Linked DNA regions of Astyanax mexicanus: region 2 is linked to region 1. Evidence: chromatin contacts called from public Hi-C data. All regions are on one chromosome and are shown on one strand. Each heading gives the region's core, a stretch centred on a gene start, on an enhancer-like site or on the middle of the called end of the contact. The rest is flanking DNA. Distances are from core to core; before and after follow the strand shown. Region 1 overlaps adcy6a (adenylate cyclase 6a). Region 2 holds the start of adcy6a (adenylate cyclase 6a).

The links. A called contact is a pair of places that touch in the nucleus more often than the background predicts.
Region 2: a Hi-C map of blood shows a contact between it and region 1, with 6 times the contacts expected there. The contact joins the promoter of adcy6a here to the enhancer-like site in region 1. A contact is called at or near these places in 2 of 3 Hi-C or Micro-C datasets (blood and muscle).

The regions. Positions count from the first base shown.
Region 1 is chr13:16,559,383-16,562,982 of AstMex3_surface, forward strand. It overlaps adcy6a (adenylate cyclase 6a), which reads right to left. Exons shown (of 24, transcript XM_049486293.1): 5 at 2,115-2,236; 6 at 194-305. Among protein-coding and RNA genes, the nearest start is that of LOC103034470, 37 kb to the left of the region's middle. Within about 2 kb of position 1,714, the one cell type or tissue checked has an H3K27ac peak away from gene starts, as active enhancers do.
Region 2 is chr13:16,617,810-16,621,639 of AstMex3_surface, forward strand. It overlaps adcy6a (adenylate cyclase 6a), which reads right to left and starts at 2,561. Exons shown (of 24, transcript XM_049486293.1): 1 at 2,322-2,561.

The sequences.
Region 1 (3,600 bases), core at 464-2,963:
ATTCCTGGTACAGCCTTACGCACAAGATAACACCTCACAACATATACAGTTGTGGGCAGTCCCAAGCCTTTCCCTGAGGTAACACTTTGTGAATAATTTGCATACTACTGTCCCATGACTTTTGGCATGTCAGTATATAAAACATATGTGCACCCCGTGTATGGGGTCTGAGTAGATTCTCAGTTCTGCTTACCGAGGCTAACTTGTCAAAGCGGGCAAATAGTTCATTCAGAGTCATCACCAGCTCCTGAGCAGTGCACTGGGAGGCCAGGCTGGTGAAACCCTCGATGTCTGCAAACAGAATACTGGGAGAGAGAAAGAGAAATAAAGAGAGATAGAACAAATAAAAATAGGACTTAAAAGAATAAGAACATAAAAAGAAAGAGTCATTTTGAATAACACACATATGTTGGGCTTCAACTAATTGCCTATTTTAGTAACTGACTAATCTGTTGAGTATTTTTCGAATGAGTTGCTTAGTCAACGATTATTTTTCTCATGCCCTTTTCTGCTTCCTTTCGGTGAGGTTTCTGTTGCAATGCACAACTTTAAGTTTTGCTGAATGTTTGTTTAGATGTCTGATAGTTTGATTTTGATTTTCATCTATAAATATAGGAGACATTCACACATTCCAAATAAGGCAATAAGGGCGTTTTCACATCTGTACTTTCTCTGGTTCGAATCAGTAAATTAATTTGTTTTCTTGTAGCATTTTCGCCTCTCGGTTTGATTTGTTTTCACACAGGAACAAACCAGAATGCGCCTCAACAAACCATGCAAGCATGTTGTCTCCTCAGATTGGCGTGTGAGCAAAATATTAAATACAGGAAGAGGCTTCTGTGCTCAAGACCAGCGAATATATTTGTGTAGTATAAAGCTGGAAAAACAAGAACAGTGAGAGGAGGTGGTCTTGCTATGCCTTGATTGTTTTGGTTCACAACTGAGTGCAATAAAGGACTGCCGAAAAAGGCTGCCGAAAGGTTGCCGAAAAAGTCTGCACCAATTTGGATTAAGGATGCAACAAATATTTGGCAACTAAAAACATTTGGTCAAAAATGAAAAAATAAAACGAAAAAAATAAAAAAATACATTGCATGTGTTCGGTCGAATAATAAATAAGTCAAAATAATTTATATTGAACAATGACTCATACTGCAATATTTTGAATTTTGGAGCAGCAATGTCACATAAAACATCACAGTTAGATGCTAAAAGCTAAAAACAGACTGAAGGCTCCCAAAGGCCACAAAAGACTTCAGTCAGTCATTAAATCTACACTGGAAAAACAGTTATTATTGCAGCTAAAACACTCCAGTACAGCCAACACTGGTTGCTGTGTGATCGTGGCAAAAAACTCCAGTCTGGCAAAGGCTGGCTGTTTTGCTCTTTGTGCTTGTTTCAAATTAAAAGTCCTCATCAGGATGATCACAATTATTTAAAACAAAACAAAAAAAGTCAAGTTGTTTGTGTCAATTAATCATTGCAGCCCTACATATGTAGGTATGAGTGCATGGTATACCTGTATGCCTACCACCTGACTGTTTATAAGCAGAAGCTGTCTACTCACTCACTAAGTACTGGTCACAGAGCAGCACAATCACCAGAAGCACTTCACAGCTCCCATCACCAGCACTAGCTACTGGTAATTAACCATTCCCTCGCTAAATGTAATTAGCCTAAAAAGCAAAAACCCCGGCGGCTCGTCTCCCCGGCTCCTCGTCACCGAGCAGGAGAAACGGGAGTGGGGTTGAGGGGACACGTTTAAAAGCAGGGAGAAACACAGAGAAGGACGATGGGGGGGGGGGGCAGCAGAAAGGGAAGCTACATTAGCTACAGCGCTAATGGCCTGCAGCCACACTGGAACGCTGCTGAACTCACTAACCTGATAAGAGGTCACGTGACTCCATATTGTTTCCTGCTTCCAGTGTAATGGCTGACTAAATGTTGTGACAGATTAATGTTCAGTTTGTTGCCCTGATGCTGAAAATGGCATCGGGTGGCACGGTCATTATAGTGGGGTGAGGGTGAGAGGAACACGCTTTAACATAAAAAGAGGAAGAACTTTATTGAACAGGTTCTGCCGGGTGGGCATGTGACGGAGGGGCGGGGCCAACCTGACGTTGTCGTGCTTCTGGATATAGATCTTGTGGAACATCATGTCTTCTTTCTTAGCGTTGATGTCAGCCTTCATCTCCATGGCAACGTGCCTCGGCAACACGGACAGCAACAGGCGTTCCTGAAAAATGAGTGTTGAGGGGTTGGGGTGAGAACAGAGGGGTGGAGGGAAGGGAGAAGAGAAGAGAAGGAAATGACACCTCTCAATGCTCTGTCTTTCGTGTTTTCAATCTCTCTCCCCCTCTCTTTCTCTCTATATCTTTCATCTCATCTCTTTTTCTTTCTGTCCATATCTCTTTCTCTCTCTAACATTCTCTCTTTAACAATCCGTCTGTCTCTTCCACTTTCGCGCTTTCTATCGCTCTTTCCCTTTCTCTCTCACTCTCTTACACTGTCTATCTCTCCCTCTCTGTCCATCTCTGCCTCTCCTGCTCTGTTTGTAGCTCACTCTCTATCTTTTCTGCTTTCCATTTCTCTCCCTCTCTCTGTATCTCTATCTTACACTCTCACACTCGCTCTGTATCTTTTCCTCTTTTACACTTTCACACTCTATGTCTGTCTCTCTGTCCATCTCTCACTCTCTGACACGCTATGTCTGTCACTACCTCTCTCTTTAGCTCTCTGTCTCTCATGCTTTCCATCTCTCTCCCTCTCTCTATCTCTTTTTTTTTCTCTTGTTCTTTTACTCACAGTCTCTTTCAGTATCTCTCTTTGTCTCGGTCTCCCTTTCATTCTCTTACTCTCTCAGTCTCTCTCTGCATATCTCTCTTTTTCTATGTCTCTCTATATCTCTCTCTCTTTTACACTACCTCACTCTGTCTATCTCTCTTTCTCTCTCTCGGTCTCTCTCTCTCTCTCATTCTCTTATTCTCTCACATACTTTATCTCTCTCTATCTTACCCTATATCTCTCATATCTTTCTGTCCATGTCTCACTCTCTTTGTCTATCTATCTCTCTCTCCTGCTCTCTCCATAGCACTCTCATGCTTTCCATCTTTCCCTCACTTAATCTGTATCTCTCTTTTTCTTTGTATTTCTCTCTTGTTTTCTTACTCTCACACTTTGTCTTTCTCTTTGTATCTCTCCCTCTCTTACATTTACATCTCTCTCTCTCTCTCTGTCCATCTATCTCTGTCACTCTCTCTGTCGCTATATCTGTATCTCATTCTCTCTTTCAGGAAATGATCAAATGTCTCAACATACGATATGTGCTGAATGTTCTATTGTGAATAAAATATGGGTCTATGATATTGGCAAATCATTGCATTCTGTTTTTATTTACATTTCACACAACTTCCCGACTTTCTCTGAAATTGGGTTGTACACAGGTGGGTCTGCAAACACTAAATTTATTGTGTTTTTTTTTATATTTTCACACATAATCCCAAAGTTTGTTATTGAAATTGAAAGCATCTCTGGCTGATGTTAATTAGATTTGTCAGCAAACTGTTCTGCGGTGTAGCTGTAAAACTACAGACTGCTGTG
Region 2 (3,830 bases), core at 1,311-3,810, 59 kb after region 1:
AATAGAAATACATGGGGTTTAAATGCTCAAACGATAGTGAGAAAGAAGTGTAAAACTTTCTGAAATTTAGTAAGTATTGTGTATTGTGTTTGGGCACTTTTGGAGACTTGATTGTGAACTGTGAACTAACGAGTGAGTGAGCGACCCTGAACACTCCCCAATGCGTTTCTGTCCCCAGCACTTTGTGTAGTGCAGTGCAGTAACAAATTAACGAAGTGATAGTCAACACTAATCGTTGTAAATGTGAAGTCCATACATTTTTAAAATCGACTAATCTTTGCAACCTTAGTGTGTGTATCTGCAACTACAACTACTGTCTTATCAATCTAGCATGAAGCAGCAACACAATTTCTGATTCTGCAGCCTGTACCCTGTACTGGAGTACCAGTAGCCACAAGCACTGGCCTCCAATGCGCTTCCCAGTGTCTGCTGGTGGGTTTCTCCCTCACATCTACCTGAGAGAGCCGCAGTGAGGGTACGGGGCTACGTGCCCGTGGCATCCCCCGTTCTGCAGCCTGTCTCGCGCCTCCGGGCCGTTCGCACGCCTTTCGTAGCGGCCAGCTCCGTTACATAACGCGCACGGGCCACTAGCGGAGCGGCATCCGCGCGCCATTACCGCTAACGACACGACGGCAGCCTGCCTTGGTCCACTCCTGCAGTGCGCGCGCGCGCGAGTGAGTGTGTGGACGCGCAGGCCTGACAGAAGCTGGGGCTGACTGATTTCGGTGCCCGGATGCGCGCGCGGTGACGATCTTAAAATCATACGGGTTATATAATTTCGGCGCGGTACCGAGAGCGCGAGCGGCAGCACGGCTGTTGTTTTGTTGTTTTTGTCGTAGATGCAGAACGAGAGCCAGCCGAGCCCCGCGCGCGGCATCATCATCACCCGCACCAGCAAGCAGTCCGCCGCCTTACGTAACAGTGTGTGCGCGCGCCTGTGTGTATATATATGTGTGTGTGCGCGCGCGCGTGCGGCTACCATATTCCAGTCCACAGCAGGCTAACGTTTCACCTTCTGTGGCTCAGGTCCTTCTCTATGAACCAGTGTTCTGTCGAGTTGTGCTACCCATTTATATATGCTACTCCTCTGTTATGCGCATGCGCTGCGTGAATTAATGTTTTCATGTTTTTTTGGTGTGAAAAATACATTTTAGCTTGCTGTTTTTTAGAGAGATCTTAAATCAAATACCTCATATTTACAGAGATGTATTTAGACAACCCATTTATATAATCAATAGCTATTTCTCTGCCTGAAGAATATCAGGAGTTCTGATATAGTGTTTTTATAGTGCTCTTCTAATTATGAAAAACTATGATGAATCTAGTTAACCTAACCTATTTAAAGCTATCTACTGCTTAATTTAGCTCAGCTAGCTTACTTGGCTATTATGCAGCCTTATTCAAACATATTATATAGCTACTACACTAGTTACAGTTGCAGGTTTTGACAAGGTAACACAAATCGACAGAACACCCTGTGGAATAAAGTCGAGTAAAATCAGTCAGTACTCCCGGCTGAATGTCGAACCTAACACACAACATTCCAGCGCATCGGTGCTATCCTCCTCCTCCTCCGCCGCCGCCTCCTCCTTCTCATATGCGGGCGGCCGCTGCCACATTCCTCCGAGGCAACAAATTGGGACGCGGCCGCTGCCTGTCCGCCGGCTCCAGCGCTAAGGCTGGACTCGGGCTGGAGAACCGGTGTGGAGGGGGTGAGCAGACGGTCCACAGCCGCCCTGAGAGCGACTGACCTCGGCCAGGCGAAACCGAGCTCAGCGCTGGCGCGTTCAGTCAGCGTTTAGCGGTTTGTTCACGGTGTAACGGTACCGTGCACTTCACCGTCCACCGCTGTCGCCGCGCCGCCCGTGCCGCAGAGCTTCCAGCGGTTGGAGTGAACGGAGCGGCGGGGATCGGCCGGTCTATACGGGGAGGAGGAGGAGGAGGTGGTGGAGGAGGGAGATGTTGGACTGAGCAGGCGTTTGAGAGCCGAGGTGAAGCTGGAGCCCTCAACAGGCACACACACATACACACACACATATTACACACACACACGCACACACACTCCAAACGTACCGTCTGTCCGTCAAACGCATCAAACGCTCGCTAAAAATGCAAAAACACAAAAACAACAACAGCGCGAATTCAACCCAAAACCAGAGGCCCGCGGCGCCGTCTGCACGACCCGCCGCCTGGAACACGGGCTGGACCGGAGCTTATATAAACCGTGCCCGTTAAAGGACGGGAACAGGCTGGATAAGAGAGAGAGATAGAGAGACAGAGAGCAGAACGAGAGAGAGAGAGAGAGAGAGGCTCTGACTCACCGCGTCCATCTCTCTCGGCGTTAGCAGGAACCCGCAGCCGGCGGAGGCGCCCGAGCCTCGGTGTGCTCCTCTCTCCGGGGGGCGGTGAGTGTTCCCAGGCATCGAGGACTAGAGGACAGCGGGCCACAGAGACCGAACCGCGCTCTGCCTGCCTTCCCTCCCCGTCAATTTCTCCCAGCCTGAGCCTGCTGCCTGCCTCTCCCCCTCCACACACACACACACACTGTACACTGACACACACACACGGTCACACACACACACACACTCGCTCTCAGTGTGTGTTCTGGCTGTGCAGAGCGCCGCCTACAGGCCGCGCTAAAACTCTCCTCTCCTCAAGGCCGTTCAGTCAGACCTTCTTCCCCTGCTGAGCAGCTGCTTCACCTGCCCTGCTCTTTCACCCAAACACAACCAAATCAAACATTGGGCCAAATGCCGAACACGGGTTTTCACAGGTTTCCATTCGTTATGACGCTCCACCACTGATAAAAAGTTAATGGCCTAAATGTATTCATGTTTTGCTTTTCAAATGACAAAACTTGTATTTTGTACTTTAGTACAAAACTATTGGTTAATTTATTTATTGAGCACAGAATACTTTTAACATCCCAGCACACATAAAGCAAACAAGGAAGCATAATGTATCAGCAGTGCCACTTTAGTCAAAAAATTAACTCAACAATTTACCTTATTTACCACAGCAGTTCATTGTTACTTATTTGTTTACAGCAATAGTGCTATTCTACTAATACATTTATATTAGCAGTGGAAATAGAAAACTAAATGATTTTAAAAACCAACAAAACACTAAGCGATGAATCAATATGGCTATTGTAGGCCTTTCTGATGTACAACAAAGATTTTACTTTTAAAATCAAAGATTTCTTTGATTTTACCATATACCATATACCTTTGGAATATAATCAAGAGGAAGATGGATGATCATAAGCCATCAAACCAAGCTGCTTGAATTTTTCACCAGGAGTGGCATAAAGTTATTAAAAAGCAGTGTGTAAGATTGGTGGAGAACATGCCAAGATGCATGAAAACTGTTATAAAAACTCTTGTTTTGTTGTTTCTAAACAATTAAAACATTATGAATATGAACTTGTTTTCTTTGCATTATTTGAGGTCTGAAAGCTCTGCATCTTTTTGTTATTTTAGTCATTTCTAATTTTCTGCAAATAAATGCTATAAATGACAATATTTTTATTTGGAATTTAAAACATCAATGTTCATTTTACTCAAATATATACCTATGAATAGCAATGTCAAAGAAACTGATTCAGAAACTGAAGTGGTCTCTTGATTTTTTCCAAAGCTATATTTATCTCAGTAGTGCTATTCTAATCATACGTTTACCTCAGCAGTCAGCGATTTTACTCTTATTTACAGCAGTGCTATTCTAATCATGCTTTTACCTTAGCAGTGAAAAGAAAACCTCTAATTATTTTAATAACAAACTAGGAAGGGGTGCATCAATATGGCTATTGTAGGCCAATTTATGATATC